Linked DNA regions of Ovis aries: region 1 is linked to region 2. A link is a contact called in public Hi-C data. All regions are on one chromosome and are shown on one strand. The core of a region is the stretch at or near the end of the contact, and the rest is flanking DNA. Distances in the headings are between cores, read along the strand shown. Region 1 holds the start of SCD5 (stearoyl-CoA desaturase 5). Region 2 overlaps ENOPH1 (enolase-phosphatase 1).

Region 1 (6,365 bases), core at 3,477-5,976, 380 kb before region 2:
CTCAATGGACATGAGTTTGGGTAAACTCTGGGAGCTGGTGATGGACACGGAAGCCTGGCATGCTGCGGTTCATGGGGTCGCAAAGAGTCGGACACGACTAAGTGACTGAACTGTCATTAAGAGTTCACATGCTGCAACTAAGACCTGATACAGCCAAATATATATATATATATTTAAAAGTTATTTTCTCCAGCCTCAACCTTTGCTGGGTTCCAGGTCTATATAACAACCTACTGGACAGTTTCACTTGGGTGTCCAAAACAAGACTTTTTTTTCCTTATTGAGCTTGCTCCTATTTCTTCAGTCTCATCCCCCAAATCATTGATAAGATAATAATGCTGATGATGACTAATATTTATGGATTCCTTACAACATGCCAGATACAGTTCTAAACTTCAGTCACCATGAAAATATTGCAAGAGAGGCATCATTATCCCCATTTCACAAAAAGGTAATAAACACAGTATGATTTGGCACTCAGTAAGTGGCATTGTGTTTTACCTGAATACCCAATCCAGAGACCCCCAGGGGAATCCTGTCCTTTTTATTTCTCCTCCTTCATGTTCAGTCGAGCATCAAATCCTGTTGGCGCTTCTCTTTGCATTTCTCTGGCTTTATCATCTCCTCTCTAATGCTTCTTTTTCAGAATCTGTACCTGTGTCTTGCTTCAGATCCTCCTCATCAACTGACCAGATTCTTGACGCGGTGTCCTAATAGCTTTTCTTGCCTCCAGTCTTAGCTCTCTCTACTTGCCGTCCAGTCATTCTCCACAGCTCCCCCAGAGTGGTCCTGCTGAAATGCAAGCTTGATCATATTATTACATTGCATAAAGCCAATCAGCGACTCCCCTCACCTACCACGTTGCTTGCTCTGCAGGGCACGAAAAACACCCTCCATGGGCCACCCACTGCATGACTTTTCATCTTCATCTCGCACTCCTCTTTCTCACACACCCCTAGTTTCACTTTGGATATTCCAGATACCTCTCTAGATGGCAAAGGCAAAAGCTTTTGCTCACACTGCTTTCTCTGCCAGTAATGCCCTCCACCATGTCTCTGTCTAGTAAACTAGTCATCCTTCAAAACTGTGCTGTCTAATATGTAGCCAGTAGCCACACGAGGCTACTCTGAATTAAGATATGCTATAAGTATGCTCACGCCCAGCTGCTAAGGCGTGTCTGACTCTTTCATGACCGTGTGGGCTGTATGGAATTTTTCCAGGCAAGAATACTGAAGTGGGTTGCCATTTCTCACAAAATGGAATATTATTTGGATTTTTTTTAAAGGAAGGAAATTCTGACACATGCTATAATATAGATGAAACTTGAAGACACTATGCTAAGTGATCTGAACCAGTCACAACAAGGCAAATACTGTATTATGAGATATCTAGAGGAGTCAAACTCAAAGAAAGAGAAAACACAATAGTGGCTGCCAGGGAGTAGGGAGACAGAGGAATGGAGAGTTGTTTGATGTGTATAGGGTTTCAGTTTTGCTAAGTGAAAAAGTTCTACAGATTAGTTACACACCATTGTGAATACATTTAACACTACTGAAGTGAACACTTGAAGACGGTTAAGATGGTAAATCTTATGTTCTGTGTACTTTACCACAGTGAAATTTTTTTTTAAATCAAGTTCCAAAAAAAGAAAACCACTCCCAGTTACCACAAACCTCCTCCTCTCTAGTGTGAACTAACTACTCCTTCATCATGCCCCCACTTTATCCTGCACATACCACATTTTTGGTAATGATTTGTTCGACAGAATAGAAAGGTTACTGTTCCGTGAATGAGATGATCACACATCCGCTTCTAGGGTCTTGACCAGAAGCTATGAAAACATACTAGGGTCTTTGGCAAGATGGAGAAAAGAGACAGTAGTCCTGATGGTGTAACATACTACAGGGGATGTTCATTATTAGCAATAGGATAACACCTTGTTTCTGTAGAGGTTTCACTCTGAGGCTAGACCTGGAGGGGCTGTTTTCTGTCACCCCTCTTTTGTAAGTATTATCTGAAGGGCATGAAGAGCACTTCCTCCCATCTCCAAAACATAAAAACATCCCCCTCCCTATCCTGAGTTCAACCAGCTGAAGTGGTTGGCAGTACCCAGTCTGACCTGTGGGCAGGACGACAGGAAGATGCTCACTTAAGCCAGATTCAAGCTAGAGTAGTTTAACTAACAGATAAGGGTCTCTGAGGCCACATGAGGAATGATTTGGCCACCCCTCACCCAGACTCTTTGTAGGTATTGGATTGGGCAAAAAGTTCATTCAGGGTTTTCCAGAAAGTCTTATAAAAACCCGAATGAAGTTTTTGGCCAACCCAAATCCACGCGATGCCTGAAACTTTTTTTTTTTCAGATAATGGACTGGACCTTGCTGCCCTTCCCAGTTCATAGCCAAGAGGTAACATTTGTTTAATCTGTCTTCTCTCCTAAATGGAGAGTTCCTTTAGGGCAGGGACCACATCTTATCCATCCTCATATCCTCAGCATCCATCCGTTCTAGCACCTAGCAGGTACCTAATACATGCCCAACCAATGACTGACTGGTTAGAGTGATGGTGGGGTGAGTCATCATGATAACCCAGGGAGAGGCTTTTGACAGAGCAACTAGTCCACCCTGAGATAAAGGACAGGCTGAATAGAGAGCCACAGGGAGTATGTGGGTCTGGGGTTTGCGGGGAGCAGAGGGAACGTGAGAAGTGGTTCAGTATGAAACCAAAGTTGAGCAGGTTGATGAAACTGACACCCTCAAGTTTCAGGTTCTTTTGTCTCACGGGTCTATTCTTGCCTGGAGGATCCCATGCACAGAAGAGCCTGGTGGGTCGCCAAGAATCAGACGCGACTGAGGCAGCTTAGCACGCACACAGACGTTTCGTGTTCTGCTGTCTCACTGGTCTAACAACAGTGCTGACATTTATCTGATGGCCTGGCAAGCATCCTTTCATTCTATAATTTCAGCTTTGTCTGAAGCAACACCCTAACACTCACTCAGTGGCCCCCATTCCACAAGTCACATATCTTGGGTCAGTTTTAAATTATACATTATTTTCTTCTGGCTGATTGGACTGATTCAGGTCTGCTAACAACAAGACACTCATGTGTGGCCCTTTCAAGTAATCAATTCTGGGTAATTGTTTTTTCTGTCTCAGACAATTCGAGAGGGCTTCCCAGGTGGTGGTAATGGTTCTGCCTGCCAATGCAGGGGATGCAAGAGACACAGGTTTGATCCCTGGGTCGGGAAGGTCCCCTAGAGAAGGAAATGGCAACCCACTCCAGTATTCTTGCCTGGGGAATCCCATGGACAGAGGAACCTGGGGGGCTACAGTCCGTGGGGTCACCAAGAGTCGGACATGACTGAGTGCGCAGCATGTTCCACAGAATGCTGCAAAGAATTACTAACAATGGCTGATCCCTAAGTCAGCTTTGTCAGCATAATAGTGTCCTTTCAAACTCACATTTGTAGAATTCGCCAGCTGGAAAGAAGAGCAAAGATTAGATGGTTAGATAGCATCATTGACTCAATGGACATGAATTTGAGTAAACTCCAGCAGATAATGGAGGACAGATGAGCCTGGTGTCCATGGGGTCGAAAAAAGAGTGGGACATGACGGAGCAACTGAACAACAACAAGGAAATTCGTCCCTAGGGGACAGAGTTGGGTCACAGTGAGTAAGAATTAGCATTCAGGGCCCCTGGCTTCCATACCTGGGCCTGTCTCCTTCTGCTCACTGCAGGTGCAGCCACGGCTGTTCTGGGCACAGCCAGCTGCCCCTTCTCTGCACTCCTGTGCCATCAGGGTGCTCTCCGAGGAGCTCTAAATTATCTGCCTTAGGGGGAATGAGCAGACAAGATTTTTTTCTTAGGTTCATTTGCCTTGGAACGTTCTGCGTGATTTTTTTTTTTTTTTTTCCTAAAGCCCCATTCTCAACGGGGGCTGACTTCAAGGCTAAGACAGTCCAGAAGCCGACTGGCTAGAGGAGAATTTGCCACGAACAGCTGCGAGGCTGAGGCGCTGCGCAAGTGGGCCGGGCCCGACTGGACACTAATCGGCCCCTTGATCATTTATCATCTGACAGGCGCTGTCTGAGCACCTACTGTGTGCCTGGCTGCAGTTGTTCAAATAAGAACTGAGCGAGCGGCTGCCTCCATCCCCTCCACACAGGCCCCAGAGCCATAGGAGCCGGGAGACACAGGAACTTCTGATCGTCATCCCAGATCTGGCCTTAACTTGCGCTGCGATTTGGGAACAAGATTGCAAATTCTCCAGCCTGTAGCTTCAAAGATGGGGGGGAAAAAGAAGTCTTTTTCAATAGGGAAAGGTATTTCGGGGAACTGGAGAAACCACCTCAGCAGCGCACAAGTGGTGTGGAGGCTCTGCGGGCTCCCTGACCTTGCAGCCACAGCCCCCTCGACCCACTCCCCCGCACCCCGCCCCCGGCGGAGGCTGCCCACTGCCCTGCGGACTGCCCCGTCCGGCCCCGGGGAGCCCGGGCAGCCGAGGCCAAGGGGGCTCCTTTCTCTTTAAGAGCCGCAAGGGCGACCCTGATTGGCTGTAGCTATGCAGGTCTTTCTTCCCCGCTCCCTCCGAGCAGTCCCTCCCCCGCCGCGCTCTCGGCTCTTTCCACACCCCCTCCCCTCCCCCCGGCGCCCCCTCCCTCCCCGCGCGCTCGCCCCCTCTTCTCGCCGCCGCCGAGTTCTTCTCCGGCAGCCGAGCGGGTGATGCGCCAGCAACAGATGCCGGGCACCAAGATTGGCATCCTTAGGCCACGCTGAACGCCTGAAGAAGCGAGAAGGAAGCAGAGAAGGGCCGGGAAGGCGGGGACAGGAGGTGCCGGAGATCCCCCCCACCCAATCCCCTCAAAAGAAGGCAGAAGCCGCCGCCCCCACCGGAGAGCTCCGCGCCCCGGAGATCGCCGGCTCGCTGCCACTGCCGCGGGCGCCCAGGTCTCCCCAGCCATGCCAGGCCCGGCCGTGGACGCGGAGAAGGTCCCCTTCCGCAGCGCCAAGGAGGAGATCCGTGCGGGGGTCGGGGTCGAGGGCTCGGAGGGCGGCGGCGGCGGCGGCGGCGGCGGCCGGGAGAGGCCCGGCGCGCGCGGGCACCGGCAGGACATCGTCTGGAGGAACGTGTTCCTGATGAGCCTGCTCCACTTGGCGGCCGTGTACTCCCTGGTGCTCATCCCCAAAGCCCAGCCGCTCACTCTGCTCTGGGGTGAGTAGTCCTGCCCGCGCCCCCCTGCGCCCCCGGGCACTGAGGCGCGGTGAGGCCGGCGGCGCCGGGGCGCGCGAGATCGCGGGTCGCCTCTGGCTGCGGGCCGTGTGGAGCCCCCGCGGCTCTCGGTTCGCCTTCTCTCCTGCTCCCCCCCGCTCCTCCCCGCCGCCCCCCGCTCCCAGGCCTGTAGTTGTCCGGCCTTTGGGACGGGAAGGTATTTCTATCCAGATATTTTCAACTTCTGCCCCCTCCGCTGTCTCCTTGAGTAGGCTCCTTTGGCGACCCCTGGATGGAGAGCGAGAGGGACTCGGGGTCCTGCGGCGCAGAGGCGCGCGAAGGGGGATGCCAAGCCCGGGCTCCAGGGCGGGGAGACCAACGTGGTGACTGTGTAGCCCCTGCGCGTCCCAGGGGCGCTCCTATCGGCCGCCTTTCAGCGTCTCAGTCTCCTCCGTGGGCCACGGACCTAGAGGCCGAGTGAAGGGCTAGAAAGGGAGATGTAGCGGGGGTTGGAGAGACCACAGGCGTAGGTTCAGCGCTGATTTTCGCGCAGGAGATGGAAGAAGCCAGTTCACTTCCTGCGCCTGTAAGGCCCCTGTCCCTGCCCTCTCCGGGATCTCTTGTGCCCAGTTGCAGTTTTCCGGTCCCAGAAGTTTCTCGGCGAGCTCTGGCCCAGCACAAAGCTCCGAGGTGGCTGTGCAGACCCTTCCAGGCCTGTCCCCTTACGACCAGGTGCCAGTCGGTCACCTGTAGCGCTCCCTCGCGCCACCCACTTTCCTAGCACCCCCACCCCTCCCAGCATGGGAGGGAACCCCAGAGCCCACTGCCCCTCTAACCCCTCCCCAGCTCCTGGGGCCGGGGGATGGGGGCTTCAGAGCCTGCCCTGCGTGACTCCAGTGGCTGACTCAGAACCGCTTCCAAACCCCCTTCCCTAGTAACCGGTTTTGGCCTCAGTCACTATAGTGGCCACCTTAGCCGGGACAAAAAGGCTCGAGGGCTTTGGTATCCTGGGTTGAGAATCTGGTGAAGTAATTCGAAAAGCCCTTTCAGGTCTCCTGAAAGGAACAGGGGAGCAGGAGAAACATAACCTTCTATTTCCAGAGGGGAAGAGGAAGGAAGAAAATATGAAGACCTCTTTCCGCAAAGCTTCCG
Region 2 (6,370 bases), core at 1,019-3,518:
CTGGAGACATTATAAACCTAAAAACATGTCCCAGACACCCTAATGTGTAGGAGCTCTAGGTTAGAATTAGATACTGTCCATTAAATGTACTAGCACAAAGTTAATAAAGAGAAGCAAGACTGAGAGGCAACCTTCCTATTGGTATTGCTGTTGGTAAGCAAGGTGGCAAATTACCAGTGTTTGGAAGAAGCTGTAACAGGCTAACTTGGTGTTCCAGTGTCTGGCCAGCCCTGAGCAGCAATGTCAGTGGTGGCAGGAGTCTCAAACTCTGGACTCAACTACTGTGGGTTTCCTTCCACCCTGTAATCCAGCAGTACCACCCGCCACTCCCCCTCCTCTAGTCCTTCCCACTGATTTCACAAATGTCTCGCTCTGTGTTTTAAATCCCTCTCTGAATAAAACACCTAAAGCGGCTTTTGCCTTGGCATTCAACTCTGATACATCTAATTGGTTTTCCTGCGTCCACTCTTGCCCACCTACGATCCATTCTCCATCCCACAGAGAATTCCCTTAAAAATGTAACTCAGGTCATGCCATCTCCCATTTAAAATTCTCTGGGAGCTTCCCACCACCTGCAGAAAACAACCCCACTCCTTATTGTAGTACCAAGGCCTGACGATTTAGCTCTACCCACTTCTCTGATGCCATCCAGCCACTGGCCTGCGCTCAATTTTTGAAATAAGCCAAGCTTTGCCCTAGATATTTACGACATGCTATTCCATCTTCATGGGATAGTCTTCCTTCCAGCTCCTTACTTGTCTAGTCTTTCATGTTCAGATTAGATGTTACCTTCTTATCATCCTCCTTATAAAGAGCCACTGTGCACTATTTTCTCTTCAGGGCACTTGCTCATGTCTTATAATTTTCTATCATGTATTGTTTATTGACTGATTCCTCCAAAAATGAACATACTGAGGCTTCCCTGGTGGTCCAGTGGTTAAGAATCTGCCTTGTAATGCAGGGGACACCGGTTCCATCCCTGATCAGGGAAGATCCCACATGACTCTGGACAGTAAAGCCCACAACTGCTGAGCCCAGGCACCTAGAGCCCAGGAGCTGTAACTAGTGAAGCCTGTGTAGCCTAGAGCCTGTTCTCCACAAGAGAAGCCACCGCAATGAGAAGCCTGCACACCTCAACTAGAGTAGCCGCTGCTTACCGAAACTAGAGAAAACCCTCTGCAAGCAACGAAGACCCAGAACAGCCAAACATCAATTAATTAAACTTTTTAAAAAATGGATGTACCCTGAAAGTAGGGATGGACTTTATCCCCTTACAGCACACTGCAGATGCTTAATAAATATTTGTATGAATAACTTGGGTAAAATCTGCAGAGTTAATTTTACTTCTGTTAGAGTGTCTCCAATGCTTTGGCAAAAACTACAAATTATTCTTCAACATGAGGTTGAAGATAACAGCAGTTTACCATTTGGGCACAGGTGGTAGAAATAACAAACTCTACTGGCACATACTACATTCAACTTTGTACTCCAAGGTTTGTGTGTTTGTTTGTTTTTTTTTACCCCAAACAAGTTCATTTTAACACTGCATCTAGAAAGAACAGTTATCCAAAATCACTGATTTTTTTTTTTTATGTAACTTAGGGAAAAAAGGAAGAGAAATATTAGTGGCTAGATTTCATTCAGTATTACTGCTGTTTTTTCCCAAACTACTCTGACTTCTGTAATATCATGTTATGAATTTAAGGATAAATACTGTCATGGCTTTAAGGATAAATGCACTTATTTTGGGAGAAGGAAATGGCAATCCACTCCAGTGCTCTTGCCTGGAGAATCCCGTGGACAGAGGAGCCAGGCAGGCTACAGTCCACAGGATCACAAGAGCCGGACACGACTTAGCAACTACACCAGACCATCATAGCTCAGTTGGTAAATCATTTTCCTGCAATGTAGGGGATCCAGGTTTGATTCCTGGGTCAGGAAGATCCCCTGGAGAAGGGAATGGCCACCCACTCCAGTATTTTTGCCTGGAGAATCCCATGGACAACGGAGCCTGGCGGGATAGTCCATGAGCTCTCAAGGAGTCGGACACGACTGTCTGACCAACACACACACACACTCATTTTCTCTCTTAACGCTACCTCCCCGTGCGCGCGCACACACACACACACACACACAAACACACACACCCCTGTTCTCTCTCTTAATGCTACCTCCTAGCGCCATCTGCTGTTTTCTCGGGAGGACGCACTTGCTAGTCCCCAGAGAAACAGCACCATCTGCTGGACAAAGGCTGCCGTTGCACCTGTCTTGGTGAAAAGTCACCAGTTAAGCTTAGCAACTCAAGCCAGCCTTGCAGAAGGCCAAACAGGAAGCCCTGCTACCCCAGAAGTGCTGATTAGAGAAGCCCTTTTGCGTGAGGCTTCTCTAAGAAACCAACTTTATCGACCCAAGATTGAAAACCAGTGCTCCTGTGGGAGGGAGCACAACTGGGCTTCGTGGCTCAGATAGTAAAGAATCTGTCAGCAAAGTGGGAGACCTGGATTTGATCCCTGGGTCAGGAAGATGCCCTGGAGAAAGGAACGGCTACCCACTCTAGTATTCTTGCCTGGAGAATTCCATGGACAGAGGAGCCTAGTGGGCTAGCGTACACGGGGTTGGATATGACTGAGCAACTAACACAAAACAGATCCGGATTAACAGGAATAAAAAGAGCCACAGCTTTAAGAGGCCTTTGTCCCCGATATCTCTGCAGGCAAAAGGGAAAGGGAAAGTCAGTCAGTTGTGTCCAACTTTTTGTGACCCCCATGGACTTCTCCCCATGGAATTCTCCAGGCCAGAATACGGGAGTGGGCAGCCTATCCCTTCTCCAGGGGATCTTCTCAACCCAGGAATCGAACCTGGGTCTCCTGCAACTGAGCTATCACGGAAGCAGGCAAAACGCTTAGCAAATTTAGTAACTTTGTCTCTTTCTGGAAATTCCAGAGGTGAGATTTTTCTCCTTTTCCTGTTACTAAGGATCATGATTTGACTCAGACTCAGCTTCTAGCTCACTCCCCACTCTCCAGGTATTTTTCTTCCTCAGAACCAGCCTATTTGATAAATCAAGTTCTTCTAAGATCCTTTTCCATCACATTAATTATGAATGCATTCCTTAGGACCTCAGAAAGATCCTACTCATCTTTTTTTTACTCCCTTCCTTCCCAGCCCACGCTGACAAACTGAATCTGATATTTCAGTTTTCTCTTAATTTTTTAATCTGTTTCTATCCTCAACTACTCACCATAAATTACCGTGTTTCTGGTACCCGTTTTAAAATTTTTTAACTGGAGGATAATTGCTTTACAATATTGTGCTGCTTTCTGCCATACAACAATGTGAATAAGGTATACACATGTCCCCTCCCCCCTGAAGTTCCTGCCCACCCCCTCATCCCGCCCCTCGAGGCTGTAACAGAGCACTGGGCTGGGCTCCCCGTGTTATGCAGCAGCTTCCCGCAAGCTGTCCATTTCACACGTGGCAGTATATATGTGTCAACGCTACTCCCTCAGTTCATCCCACCCTGCCCTGTCCCCCACCACGCCTACAAGTCTGTTCTCAATGTCTGCATCCCTATTCCTGACTTACAAATAGGTTCATCGGTACCATTTTTCTGGATTCCATGTATATGTGTTAATATGGTATCTAGTACCCTTTTTATTATGCATAGTAAATGCTTCTAGCCGCAGACTGAATGCTTGCGTTCCCCCTTCCAACCCCAAATTCTTATATTGAAGTTTAACCCCCAAGGTGATGCATTGGAGGCAGGACCTTAGAGAGGCCTTTGGAGCCAAGAACGGGATTAGTGTCCTCATAAATGAGGCCCAAGAAGCTCCTCCACCCCTTCTACATGCGGTGACAGCGACAAAGACAGCCAGCGGCGAGGGGACAGGCCTCTCCCCTCGTCTCTCATCTTCTCCTGCAAGAACACCAAAATCGCAACGAGCTGCTGAACCACCATCAACAGGAGGATGTTAGAACCCACCAAACAAAGATATTCCCCTGTCCAAGGACAAAGGAGAAGCTGCAACAAGCCAGTAGGAGGGGGCGCAATCAGGTTAAAATCAAACTCCATACCCGCTAGAGACTCTTGGAGGACACAAACAAAACCTTTTGCATACCAGGACCCAGAGGAAAGGAGTTGTGACCCTGTAAGAGACTGAGGCGGACCTGCCTATGAGTGTCCAGGAATCTCCTGTGGAGGTGTGGGTCAACAGTGGCCTGCTGCGGGGACAGGGGCGCTGGCAGCAGCCGTCCTGGGAGGCACAGTATGTTGGCGTAAGTCCTCTTGGAGGAGGTTGCCATTAGCCCTACCATGAAAGAAAAGTGAAAGTTGCTCAGTTGTGTCCCACTCTTTGCGACCCCATGGACTTCTCCAGGCCAGAATACTGGAGTGGTAGCCCTTCCCTTCTCCAGGTCGAACCCAGACCAGGGATCGAACCCAGGTCTTCCCCATTGCCGGTGGATTCTTTACCAGCTGAGCCACAAGGGAAGCCCGAGCTCTACCACTGAGGTATCATATGGCAGCTTGATACCAGGACTGGGCAGCCTCAGGCACAACTACATGGAGGGAGCACAGCCCCACCCATCAGCAGAAAACTGGATTAATGGTTTACTAAGCATGACCCCGCCCACCAGAGCAAGACCCAGGCTCTCCCCAGATGATGAATTCACCAGCTCCTCGGTCTTGGACTTCCCAGCCTTCAGAACTGTGAAAACTAGTTTTGCTGTTTCGAAGCTACCTAGTCTCTGTGACTTTGCTGAAGCAGCCTAGAGGGACTAAGACACTCTCCAGCTTAATTCTCCACTGGCTAGAAACTGAGCATTCTCCTTTTCATTTCTTTCTAATCTAGTCCCTGGTGTATAATTTTCTCTCATTCCTCCCCTACTTTTCCAGTTGTTTCTCTACTCTCATTAAGAGATCCCCTTTCTTTTGTCTTCTCATAAGCTTTTTCAGAATCTGTATGAAGTTCATCCTTTAATTACCATTTGTGGCTTTACTAACACAAATTACTCCCATTTCTAAGATTTACTTATAGTAGTAACTCTTCTATATCTTCACATATCTTGCAAAGACCCTGATGCTGGGAAAGACTGAAGGCAAGAGGAGAAGGGGACGACAGAGGATGAGATAGTTGGATGGCATTACTGACTCAATGGACACAAGTTTGAGCGTAGTCCAGGAGATGGTGAAGGACAGGGAAGCCTGGCGTGCTTGCAGTTCAGGGGGTCACAGAGTTGGACATGACTGAGCGACTGAACAATATCTTCACAGTCCTTAGATTTCTTAACTAGCTACTACAACATAGAAACTATTGACATAAAACCTTTTATGTTCCCTGTCCTCTCCTATTTGCAAGCCTACTAAAAGTATTACTCCAGAATCATTTTTCTTGATTTATTAGGAGAACAGTTGCCTCCTTCAAGCATTATCTTATATACCTCAAACATAAGATTCTCAAAAATCTTAAGAAATCCACTTATTTCTTGAATGTTTACTATCCAAATGAAATAATAACTACTAAGGTTACATATCGGAGAAGGCAATGGCACCCCACTCCAGTACTCTTGCCTGGAAAATCCCATGGACGGAGGAGCCTGGTGGGCTGCAGTCCATGGGGTCGCTAGGAGTTGGACACAACTGAGTGACTTCACTTCCACTTTTCACTTTCATGCACTGGAGAAGGAAATGGCAACCCACTCCAGTGTTCTTGCCTGGAGAATCCCAGGGATGGGGGAGGCTGGTGGGCTGCTGTCTATGAGGTCGCACAGAGCTGGACATGACTGAAGCGACTTAGCAGCAGCAGCAGCAAGGTTACATATATATATATATATATATATATATATATATAAATAAAATAATAGTCAATGATTTTCTACTGGCATTCCATTAAAATGCATAGACGCATAAACACCCACCCATATCACAAACACACACTCAAAATGAAAGCAAAAGCTAAACTAAAATTCTTATTTATCCAGTCTCTCTTCAGCTACTTTTCTGCTTCTGGCAGTAAGCAAGCTTCCATGAAACCGAGTGAAGAAGAAAACGCTTTTATTAATGACATGAAACTGACAGGACATCCCACCAGGCTGAACCAGGATAAATAAAGCTGTTACAAAATTTACATTTCTTGTACCCATTTCATATTAGATATCAGGGCTCTAGGTCTTTTGGACAAATTTCAGTAAACCATTTATTTTTTAAGAGTAAACAGGAATTAACATCTGTTCTCAAACTGTGCTAAGAAGTAGTTAGCTGGGCATCTCTGAAATCTGTAACAACGGGCAGGATTAGGGCTGTTTGGTTAAACCTTAGGAAGCACATTTCTATTTTAGCTGTTACATTAGTGCATCTTTCCCACTGGTAAGA

What was found. A called contact is a pair of places that touch in the nucleus more often than the background predicts.
Region 1: a Hi-C map of hypothalamus shows a contact between it and region 2, with 4 times the contacts expected there. The contact joins the promoter of SCD5 here to the enhancer-like site in region 2. A contact is called at or near these places in 2 of 16 Hi-C or Micro-C datasets (hypothalamus and skin fibroblasts).

Annotation. Positions count from the first base shown.
Region 1 is chr6:98,343,234-98,349,598 of ARS-UI_Ramb_v3.0, reverse strand. SCD5 (stearoyl-CoA desaturase 5) reads left to right here and starts at 4,726. Exons shown (of 5, transcript NM_001112815.1): 1 at 4,726-5,216. The coding sequence starts at 4,964.
Region 2 is chr6:97,964,814-97,971,183 of ARS-UI_Ramb_v3.0, reverse strand. It overlaps ENOPH1 (enolase-phosphatase 1), which reads right to left. Exons shown (of 6, transcript XM_015096582.3): 6 at 6,036-6,370. Among named protein-coding and RNA genes, the nearest start is that of HNRNPDL, 40 kb to the right of the region's middle. Within about 2 kb of position 2,268, at least 9 of the 54 cell types and tissues checked have an H3K27ac peak or open chromatin away from gene starts, as enhancers often do. A contact at or near this core is called in hypothalamus, where this site is marked.